Regions from separate parts of the Rattus norvegicus genome. Here region 2 is linked to region 1. A link is a contact called in public Hi-C data. All regions are on one chromosome and are shown on one strand. The core of a region is the stretch at or near the end of the contact, and the rest is flanking DNA. Distances in the headings are between cores, read along the strand shown. Region 1 holds the start of Incenp (inner centromere protein). Region 2 holds the start of Fen1 (flap structure-specific endonuclease 1).

Evidence for each region. A called contact is a pair of places that touch in the nucleus more often than the background predicts.
Region 2: a Hi-C map of the A7r5 cell line shows a contact between it and region 1, with 6 times the contacts expected there. The contact joins the promoter of Fen1 here to the promoter of Incenp in region 1. A contact is called at or near these places in 9 of 12 Hi-C or Micro-C datasets (the A7r5 cell line, the Rat2 cell line, Schwann cells and 6 more).

What each region holds. Positions count from the first base shown.
Region 1 is chr1:215,971,189-215,976,971 of GRCr8, forward strand. It overlaps Incenp (inner centromere protein), which reads right to left and starts at 3,438. Exons shown (of 18, transcript NM_001106335.1): 1 at 3,308-3,438.
Region 2 is chr1:216,271,173-216,276,955 of GRCr8, forward strand. Fen1 (flap structure-specific endonuclease 1) reads right to left here and starts at 3,224. Exons shown (of 2, transcript NM_001414456.1): 1 at 2,989-3,224; 2 at 1-780. The coding sequence starts at 761. It overlaps Tmem258 (transmembrane protein 258), which reads left to right and starts at 3,435. Exons shown (of 4, transcript NM_001401078.1): 1 at 3,435-3,565; 2 at 5,745-5,783. The coding sequence starts at 3,458.

The DNA.
Region 1 (5,783 bases), core at 2,188-4,687:
AAGACATAGCCATCCTGTGTTGACCTCCAGAGGCCAGATCATCAAGACACCAAGTCTCTTTAAACAGTTGTCAGTTTAAAATGACAGTGGGTGGCTAGCAGGACAACTCAGATTAAGTTACTTGCCACCATACCTGATGACCTGAGTTCAATCCCTGGGACCCATATGGTAAAAAAATGACTCCTTCAATTTGCCCTCAGGCCTCTACACAACCCATGCCACACTGCCCATTTGTATAACACTTTCCTTCCAGATTTGAACTATTCCATCTACAGGGAAGCTCCTTAAACAAGAAGGTCAATTCAAAAAAGCCTCAGGAAGTCCCTAAAATTGACCAAATTCACTAGGCCCCTCTCTGCCAGAGTTAGCAAATAAAACCTGAGAGTCCCTCTCAGACAAACAGCTGAGCTAGCTACAAAGAAGACTCTCAAATGAGCCCAGTTGCCAAGAAGATTCTCAAACAAGCAGAGCTGCAAGAAGCAGAAACCAGCCAAGCTTCCTGGACTATGTCACTTGAAAAGGACACTCTTTAACCTGTTTAGCTAGCTGCAGGCTGTGCAGTGTGCTGCAGGTTTCCCAGTTTTTACTGTTATCAATACTGGCGTGGTCTTTAGTGATGCAGCTGTCTGAGTCATTTCTGCTCCTGTAAGTAAGTTCTGCCCCTGAAACTTAATGCCATTGTATACTGTAGCCACTAGGGTCTTCCTTGAAGTTCTTCAACTTGATTTATGGGACTTACTACCCCTTTGTCCTTCAGCCTGTAACCCCTCACTGATACTACTATAAGTAACCCAAAAAAAAAAAAACTTCACTGGTTCACAAAGTTGGACTTTGGTGGTATCCATACTTTTGTCTACTGTGGGTTCCCTATCTAGAGTTAATAGACGTGTGTTGCATCTCCACAGGTAAAGCTTTGTCATACATGTTCCCATATGCATGCACAAATAAACAAGTCAATAGACACTAGAGCTGAGCATAGTGCATGCTATGATCCCAACATTTGAGAAAGTCAGGATCATTTCAAGGTCATGCTTAGCTACATAGCTAGTTTAAGGCCAACCTAGCCTACATGAGACCCTGTCTTTAATTTGGGGGATGGGAGGGTCAGTAGATGGAAATATGCTATATATTCTACAGCAATGCATAAGAAATGAGGGGTCCAGAAACATGCTCTCCAAAGAGATCTCCAAAACCCTTCGTAGAGCCAAAATGTCCTATAAATGGATAAGGGAGAATGAAGTGAGTGAGTATGCAATGTGCTGCTTTCAAGAAGACCTGGCTATAAATACCAAGCAAAAGACAATGCAGTGCCAGTTTACCTACTCTCTTAAAAGCTGGGAGCCTGGATGTCTGCCTTATGACCTGGCTATACAATCCTAAGAAAAGTGGAAGTATTCTGTTACTGTCATAACAGGGGCCCGATAAGCAGCACCCCAAGTGGTAAACGCATGAAACAACAAGAGTGGGTGACAGCTAGGAGCAGGGACAGTGAGCCCCCTCCGTGACTACACTTTCAAAAGCAAGAAGCATGAATGTATACTTCAGCCTCTCACCTACAGAGAAGGGTCAGGGAAGACAGGGCCAGACTACTGGTCCTCTTGGAACTTAATGCCATGATATTTTGTGACTCTAGGATCTTCCTTGACGTTCTTCAGCCTGATTTATGCGGCACACTACCCATTTGTCCTTCAAACAAGTGCTGGCCTCTAGGAACTCTGTCTCCCATTTTGTGCAGCTTCCTCACTTAGCTTTCAGATCCTTAAGGAGGATCAGACCTCTAATCCAAGCCAAGATCTCACACACAGATTCCGGTTATGGGCATAGCAAATGTGTGATTGCTTGTTTGCTTCCTGCTGGTCTCTACCCACTAAACACTGCTCTCTGAGCGTGAGCCTTGTGACTTGCCCATCAACAAAAAAGTCTGGCATTTGTGGAATGAATTCATCCATCCATCAACTAATCCTAACCCCCATCATCACACGCAGGGACACTCAGTGAGAGCAGCTCACTAGGCACAGGTTAGAACAGGCCAATACACACCCTGCTCAAACTGCCAAAGGCAGCGCTAACTGGGGCAAAATCAAATGGATAAGAACACTGAGGCTTTCGGGAAAAGCATTAACTGTGCAGCCAGCTGATCATGGGCATGGCCCTTGCACTGAGTCTCCCTATCCCCCTGTACCAGAAAACAGCCCTGGCAAAGTCCAAGACCCCAGTTCAAGGCCAGCAAAGAGAAAACAGTTCAAGGACCCCAAAGACTTGCAGAGGAGCAACAGAAAGTAGTCAATGGGAAATTTTACAAAATGTTTGTTCAAGCTACAATCTCAGTAAGTGCTTCTTTCACCAAGTTCAAAACCACACTTCTTCCATGGGGAAATGTGCTTTCTAGCAAGCCCTCGCTGAAAAGTTAGAAGAGGTGACTCTGAGAAAGGAAGGTGTAACAAGAATCAGACTCCTGGGTAGCTTCACCTTCAGTCCATGAAATAACCAAATGCCACCCCGGGAGAAGGAAGGTCACTTCCTCTCCACAAACACTTCTTCCGTGCCATTCACCAGATAAGCACCGCCACTGCCATCTCCTTTAGGGGTGCAGAAAATTAACTAAGCACCTCTCCTCACACACCTCCAAGCAGTAAGATCGATCGCTAAAGCCGCTCTCCCATTCAGAGGCCTACTCCATGCCAAGAACCCTCTCATTTATTTCTTGCTACATACTCCAAGATAACCATGCACACACAAGACACCCATGCACATACAAATCTTGGTCAAAGTCACAAAGTAAATCAGAGGACGGAGCCTGGATTTAAAATGCTTTCAACTACTATCCTCAGGCTTCCAGGACAATAGCTCCAAGCTCTGAATGACACAATCCCAACACTGGGCAGCAGGAAACTGGATTTAACTGCGCTGCTGACAAGAGCCTACGCTTAAGGGAATGACAAAATAAGTAGCAGGACCGGCCTCCGGATCTGGGACAGTTTTTAAATGCTGCTCAGCTGGGATGCAAGAAGCTGAGCAGCCGTTGCCATAAAGAGACTCAAGACTGGATCTACAGAGCAGCCCAGGCTCTGCACAGGTGTTAGGCCCGCCCGGCGTGGGGCAGAGAACTGACCATTCTCGGGATCCCGGGACCCAAGTGCAAGGACTTGGAGTTCATCTCCAAGCCCAGAACTATTGGAAGTGATCCCCACACCACAGGCAACGAGGGACGAATGTGACTCCCCTGGCCTACCCTGGGAAGAGAAGCGGCCGAGACCAATTGACGAGCACCACGACCCTGCGACACCGGCCGCCCGCGCTCACTCACCCGGCGGCGCCACGTCTGCCCGGACCACTCCGATTCCAGTCCGCGGCTTCCTCAGATAAAGCTTCCCGCCAAGCCAAGCCCGCAGGACTCCCGGTACAGCGAGCTCGCCGCAGGCGAGAACCAACCGGGAAATGAGCGCGGGCGAATCTACGATTTTCAAAATTGTGGCTCAACCAATTCCCCTTAAGTTTGTCTGGGCGGTTACAAAACTCCAAACCAATCACGTAACAGGACGTACGAGTCCGTTTATCTGTTGGCTCTTACTACTGTCAATCTGTGGGACTAGGAGGCGGGGAGAAGAACGTAGAGGCTTTTAACACGCCCCAACTTCCGGAAGCCGCGGCAATCTACGGGTTGAGGAAGTGGTTGTGTGGTCTCGGAGGGAGCGGAGCTCCGAATTACAAGTCCCAGCGTGCACTGCGAAGGCAGGCTTCTGGTGGGAGGACGCCCATTTCTCTTCGAGCTAGCGGCTTCGCTAGTTTCAAGTCCAGCGTGGTTCTGCGTTCGGAATGACAGCTTTGCGACCCTGCTACTTTTCAGTAGTAAAAAGAAACACATTGCAAATCTCACAGAGCCTTCCCTCCAAGAGCAGTCAGGCATATAACTATAGAATGTGTCCTTAGAACTGCGATTGTCACCCGGAAGTGTTTGCTACGTACTCTCCAGATTGGACAGAGAGTTTTTCTGGCCAAATATAAACGTAAAGTCTTGAGTTTAAAGTGTGTCACCACCACCTGTAAAATAAGACACCTCAATTTCCAAATATTTACACCTCTACCTTCTTTACAGAATCATTCTCAGTTGCCAAGAGGTGGGAGAAACTATAAATATCCCTGAACAGGTGAAGAAGGGTTTTTATTTATTTTTAAATTGTCCTTCCTTTTTATGAAAATAGATCTCTTTACTCACATAATATATCCTGATTACAGTGTCTCCTCCCTCTGCTCCCAGTTCCGACCTCCCCTTCCATCTGGATCCACTCTCTTTCAAAACAGGCTTCTAAGGGATAATAATAATAAAACAAGATATAAAATATAAGATAACACAAAACCTATCATATTTGAATTGGATTTTTTTAAAAAAGAGCCCAAGAGAAGGCACAAGAATCAGAGACCCACTTGTTTGAACACTCGGAAATTCCATAAAAACACTGGAAGTCATAATATATATTCAAGAGCCTGATGCAGACCTGTGCAAACTCTGTGCATGCACCCTCTGTCTCTGAGTTCATATGAGCTTTGATCCTGTGACCTCCATTCTCTCTGGCTCTCACACTCTTCCACAGGGTTTCCTGAACCGTGACAGGAGAGACTTGATGGAGAAATCCCAATTAGAACTGAGTATTCTGAAGTCTCTCACTCTGCATAATGTCTGGCTGTGGGTCTCTGTACTTGTTCCTATCTGCTGCAGGAGGAAGCTTCTCTGGTGATGGTTGAGCAAGGCACTGCTCTGTGAGTGTAGCAGAATGTCATTAGGAGTCGTTTTATTGCTATGCTCCTGGAGTAGGACAGTGGTATTTAGTTTAACCCTAGGTCCCTGAGAGCTATCTAGTCTCTCAGATTGTTGGTCACTCAAGCAGGATTCAATCTCATGGAGTGGGCCTTAACTCAAATCAGATATTGGTTGGTTACTGCCACAGGTTTGTGCCACTATTGCCCCAACACATCCTGCAGGCAGGACATCACTGTAGATCAAAGGAGAGTAAAGCCCATTACCCAAATTCCGTAGTTGAATTAAGCAAGCTTTATTTTCTGTCATACAGGGCTGTCTTCCTAAAGCAGGGTTTGGAAGAACAGCATCAAATACAAGAGAAGATGGTATTTAAATAGCCCAAGAACTACAAAACTAGGGAGGTTTCAAGGGTTGGGGGATTTTCAGAGGATCGTATGGGGTGGAGGTCAGGGAATAGGGTGTGGAACATGCAAATTCCCAAAAACAGGGTCAAGACATGGTCAAACCCAAATTTTATAGAAATAAGGAATCAACTTAGTTTGACCTTATAACAAGATAGCTTCTAATCCATTTGGGGGCAGGAGGGAGCATTCTCTGAGACAATGTTTCTCTGTGTATTGTTGGCTGTCCTGGAACTTGCTCTGTAGACCAGGCTGGTCTTGAACTCAGAGATCCACCGGTCTTTGCCTCCCAAGTGCTGGGATTAAAGACATGTGTCTTAGTTCAGGTTTTACAGCTGTGAACAGACACCATAACCAAGGCAAGACAACATTTAATTGGGGCTGACTTACAGGTTCAGAGGTCCAGTCCAGTATCATCAAGGCCAGAGCATGGCAGCATCCAGGCTGGTATGATGCAGGCAGAGCTGAGAGTTCTACATCTTCATCTGGAGGCTGCTAGTGGAAGACTGACTTCTAGGCAGCTAGAGTGAGGTTCTTAAGCCCACAACCAAAGTGACACACCTACACCAACAAGGCCATACCTCCTAACGGTGCCACTCCCTGGGCCAAGCATATACAACACC
Region 2 (5,783 bases), core at 1,974-4,473, 300 kb after region 1:
TTGTGCTTCTGGATGAGGTCCACAGCCCGCTTGGGTCCAATGCCACGGACACTCTCACAGTAGTCGCTACCCAGCAGGATGCACAGATCCACAAACTGCTCCTGGTTCAGACCCAGCTCTTGCAGGACGCGGCTCAGGTGGAACTCTTGGATGGGCAGCTTCTTGGCCTCACTGGCAGTTAAGTGTCGCATTAGCACGGGGCTGCCAAAAGTGAGGCAGTCCATGTCCTCCGTGGCTGCGGCATAGACTTTGCCAGCCTTTGCCAGGGCAGCACAGCTGGCCTCTGCCTCGCTGGGCGCATCAAGGTATGGGATGCCCATGAGGCTCAGCAGGTGTTTGCACTCATCGTTGTGTTGCTTGGTGACCTTCACAAGCCGCTTGGTGAACTTTTCCACCTCCTCCTCTGCCCCCGCCTCCTGAGCCTGCTGCAGCTGCTTCTCGGCCTCTGCACGCCGCTCACTGCGTTTGGCCAGCTCCCCCGACTTCAGCTGTGGTGGTTTGCCATCAAAGATATACACCGGCTTGATGCCATTCTCCATCATGCGGATGGTACGGTAGAACATGCCCATCAGGTGGCTGGTGGTCTCCCCCTCCTCGTTCTGCAGTACGTCCCCACCCTGACGAACAGCAATCAGGAACTGGTAAATGCTCATGGAGGCATCAATGGCCACTTTGCGACCAAAGTAGCTCTTGATGTCATTCTCACGGATGGCACTGGGGGCCACATCAGCAATTAGTTTGGCAAGGCCTTGAATTCCCATGGTAACACAGGAGCAATGGCTAAAACAAAGAACAAACAACAACAACAACAAAAGACAAGTGAGAGGAGGATCTTGGAGGTACAGAAGGAACAAAAGTTTTAGGGTGCATTTGATTAACCCCATGCTTAATCAAATTTAACATGACACACAACTGGACTCTAAGTCAACAGAGCAGAAGATGCAAAGGGGAACAGAAGCCTCATTCAGGACATCTACAGCGCATCCAACTAACAAGCAGGCCTCCTGAGAACCAGAAGCTGAGCTGGTGCTTCGAGGAATGAGACCCTGGATGCTCTTGAATAACTCAAGGGCTCTGAATAACCCAACAGCACAATCTGTCACACAGAGTGACTTCAACTCTAATCTTCATCACGGACCCTAGAAGGCAAGAGTGCTTGGCTCAGCTTGAAGGGTCCTGAGATCACAAAGGCAGACGTGAGCCCTTAAGAACAGGTTAAGTACCGGCTATGCAAATATGACGTCTGACTTATTGTTTCTCTACTGATGCCTAACTGATGCAGCAGACCTGAGGGATACACCCCTGAACGAGGACCATCTCATATGCTGGTACCCTTCCCATCACCCTTAGTGCCTAAGGGTCTGTTTTTATCAGGATGTCAGGGGAGTTTTAAGTCCTCCTATTGTACTCTCTCTGAACTAAGACTGAAACATAAAGCCCATGACTTCCACCACATATCCTGATTTAAGGGCTGGCATTCTGGATTCACAGAGCCCAGTACTGCACATCTGTGGTTCAAGACTTCCCTCAAATTGTTCCAAGGGAAGCAATTCCAAAACTTCCTCACAATTTTTGGCTCTTCCAACTGAGACATTAATTTTCCTTTTATCTAGCCATTTTTCTTTAAATGGACTTTAAAGAAAAAGAGGTAAACAAATCCAAACGAAACAAAAAACTTGTTATGAATGATAGCACATCCCTTTAATCCCAGCATTTGGAAGGCAGAGGCAGGTGGATCTCTTGAGTTCAAAGCCAGCCTATTCTCATAGCAAGTCCCAGGCCAGCCAGGGTTACACAGTAAGACCCTGTCTCAAAAACAAACAAAAAATTAAGTTGGGAAAAGAGAATCAATCTTAAACAAAAATATCTGCATTGTACCAGTTATATCAATGTGTTAAATGTATAAGAAAAGAATTTTCTAATATATAAATTTATTAAGGTCATCATGCTTGCCCAGTGTGCGTCCACGCCATAAGAAAGTCCTGTCAGTTCCTCTTATTTGTTTCCAATCTTACTTCACTGTCTTTTCTGAAGCCCAAGAGGCACTATACATACAGTCCCCTTCCTGACTACAAACACCTCAGCATACATGGCACCATTGCCTAGTAAAAAGGCCCGCCTCTCTCTTGCTAAGCTGTGTCTTCTTCCTGCCATCCTTTCTTACTTCTTCCTGGTCCGGACTACTGTGGTTCCTTTAAGAATACAAACAGCAAACGCTCGGCCTTGGGGCTGAAGATTGTGGCTCTCACTAGTACAGTAGTTTGCCTAGAATGGATGAAGCCCCATGTCGAATCCCTAACTCAGAAGTCAAATAAAACACTCAACCTTGAACCTGGTGTGTTTGTGTGTGCGTGTGTGTACACCAATGGGGATTGACCTAGAGCCCTAGCAAGTGCTCTACATCTTGTAAAACAAGAGTCATTTCTGAGTTGTAAAATAAGAACGTTAATCATTTCTGCCTTGCAGAACTGGTCAACCAAAACACCAGATGGAACACACACATCACCAAATGCTGTGCCATGTTCCCTAGTCAACCACATGGTTCACACCTCACTACTTTGCTAGAATGAATATAGGATATTACCACCCATTAAGTCACACAGGGGGAAACCTGTTCTGTTCTTATAGTCTCGGTCCGGCCTCCACAGGACCTTGCAGATAGCAAAGCCTTAAATGAAATGGCTGTAGGCAGGATAAAAACACACCTAGCTTCCCTGCGCCCCGGTGCCCGAAGGCCAACTTATCAATCACCTTATTAACTGGGCCCCACTGTTCTGACTAATCTTCCAGGCTTCCCTTACCCAGAAATGTCCTTGGGACATTTCCAACACCTGCCTTAGCCAGAAATACAAAAAAGCACACACTGTCTATTGATGTCAGCAATAAATAGGAAAACCTCCCCGTTCCATACTCCTCACAAGGGCCCTAGGAAGAACCTGCTCTGATCTCTTAGTCCTCACGGGCAGGAGGGTATCACCTTCTTCCTACCAGCGAAGAGAGATGTTCGGATCAGTGAGAATAGCCCAAGCCCCGGGCTGCTTGGTGTTGCTCTCGCGGCCCTCGCCGCTCTCGGAGACGCTTCCGCGAGACCTCACTCCGCCTCGAGTGCACGAGGCTTCACCTAGCTAGCAGTGGTTTGGATCCCCAGTGTTCTGTGGACAGCCACAAGCCTGTTCTTACAATGTCGAGCCGAAATCGTTTCCAGCTTCGCCGCCTTCCAAAGCCCGCGCTCTCATCACGTGACCTACCAGGCGCGAACAGCCTCCTGGGAAGTGTAGTGTAGGCCGTGCCACGTCCGATAGCAGATTTCACAGCGGGCATTCTTTCCGGGAAAAAATGAATTAAAAACCTAAACTTTACACCACCCTTTCCCACAGTCCGACCCCATGATACTCACAGTAGGTCCCCAAAGTCCTAGTTTCCGTTACCCTGAAAACATGGGACTACAAGTCCCACAATGCCACGCGCAATGGACCACATCCTTTTCCTGTTGCTCAACGCGCTTGCTCCTGCCGACGTGTTCTTCCGGTGGCGATCGGTGGTTTATCCTGTGCGGGGCAAAATGGTGAGATGATGGGAGTTGTGGACAGCGCAGTGGGTCCGGACCTAGGGCTCTTGTGTGCCCGGTCCTCACCGTGTTCTTCTGTAGAGGCCTCAGTATGCAGTGCCCGGTGGGTGGGGCGCCGCTGAAACTCTAGTTTGAGTTAGGGACGGGAAAGCAAACCCCTTACCATGTATTCCTCAGGGTGAGATTTCCATCACAATGCTTATGAAGTCATTGATTATAAGTCTCAAGGTCACAGGGTGCACTTTGAAAACCCTCGTGCTTTTGTTTCTCTTTTTTTATGATCAGTTATCATTATCTGGAAGGCTTCCCTTGCTGAAATCTTACTCATCCCGCAAGGCCCTTGTATAAATGTCATTTCCTGATAAAACACTTAAATCTCTCATAGGTGCTTGTCTGTCTTCTGGGAGCTCTCAGTCTATGCACACCTCTTGCCACGTTTCATGGACTTCTCTTTTTCTCTGCCACGCCTCCTAGTGACCACCATCTGACGTGCATCTAGTTCTGGGATGATGTCTATTCGTCTTTGTATTCCTGTTGCTAAACACTGGGCCTGCATTTGGAGGTTCCATAAATGGCAGCAATTGTCCTTAGCTCTTTTAGGGGGGGAAGGGGGACATAATTGTTTACTGAATTGAATTCCTGTGTCTCTTAGAACAATGGGCTCAGTTTACTTCTCTGGAGTTGTTATGTTCTGGACTTTAGAAACATTGGCTAGGGAGTGACAATGGAAGTTAACATTTGTACAGAACTTTACGTTTATGGCCCTTTCACAGGGATTATCTCATCGTCTTCTCTGCAACTTTAGGAAGGAAACAAATACCTATTGAGGAATTACTCTATGCTGGGCAGTAAGCTAGCTGTGTCAACATTCATCTTTCTCCAATCATGCATCAGCCTTGTGACAAAAATAGTGTTACAACTACTTAACTCAGACGCTGATGATTCACTAGGGCCAGAATTATCCCAATTGTCTTCTGCCAGGAGATCCCTGTGGCTCCCTTCTAAGGCAGTGAAAAAGAATACTCCTGAATTAGAATTTGAGCTGTCTGTGCTAGTCTAGGTTCTTGTTTCCTGCACAAATCAACAGCTTAGAGTGTGGACACAGATTCCATTCCAAAAGCAATGGAAATTGTGAGCAAGCTTTTTCTTTATGCATTTTCTCCCAGGCAGAGCCATGGCTTACGTAGTGATCATTAGCTAGAAAACAACCCTAAGAGCCATTTTCCTCTATCCCTTTATGTGCCTGGGCCTCTGACTCTTAGCCACTCTTATCTCACTGGAAGAAAAGCTGCTGCTGCCATTCTTCATTGTTATTGTCGTTTTGTTTCCCAGTGCTGGGGATCATACTTTAGACTTCATGCATGCTAGGCAAATGCTCTACTACACAGCCTTCCACGTCTCTACTTTAAGATGTGATAGAGGGCTGGGAGATGACTCGTGGGCAAAGGGTTTGCTGTGCAAGCCTGATAACTGAGTTGGATCCCAGAACCCACATTATTTTTTAAAATCCAGATGTGACCAGGTGATGGTGATGCATGCCTTTAATCTCAGAAGGCAGAGGCACAGATCTCTCTCTGTGAGTTTGAGGCCAACCTGGTCTACAGAGTGAGTTCCAGGACAGCCAAGGTTACCCAGAGAAACCCTGTCTCAAAAAAACAAAACAAAAAAAGCCAGATGTGATAATCCCAGAGTGCACACATGGCAAGATGGAAAATGGATGGAGGAGAAATGCCCAGAAGCCTGAGGGCTAGTCTGGGATATGAGTCACAGTGACCAAAAACCAAGAGAGACCTTGCCTCAGTCACAGCAGAAGGCGACTCTCAGAAAGTTGTCCCCTAATTTCCACCCAAATTTAAAAAGAAAGTGGGAAATGGCCTGCAAAATGGCTCGCAGGTAAATGCACCCACTTTCAAGCCTGGTGACCTGAGGTCAATCCCCAGGACCCACACATGGTGGAAGGAGAAAGCCAATTCTTGCAATTTGTCCTCTGACTTTCCCATGCACTCATTGGCACCTTAACCCACACACATACGCAGAGTAAATAAAGGTAATTAAATGTAACACACACAATGATTGTAATTTCTATAGTGACTCACTGGAAGGAGTTCTCAGCAGTACACAGCAGCTCTAAGGCCTCCCCAGATTGAAACTGAGACTGATGTGCTTTCTTCTCTAGGAGCTCGAGGCCATGAGTAGGTATACCAGCCCAGTGAAC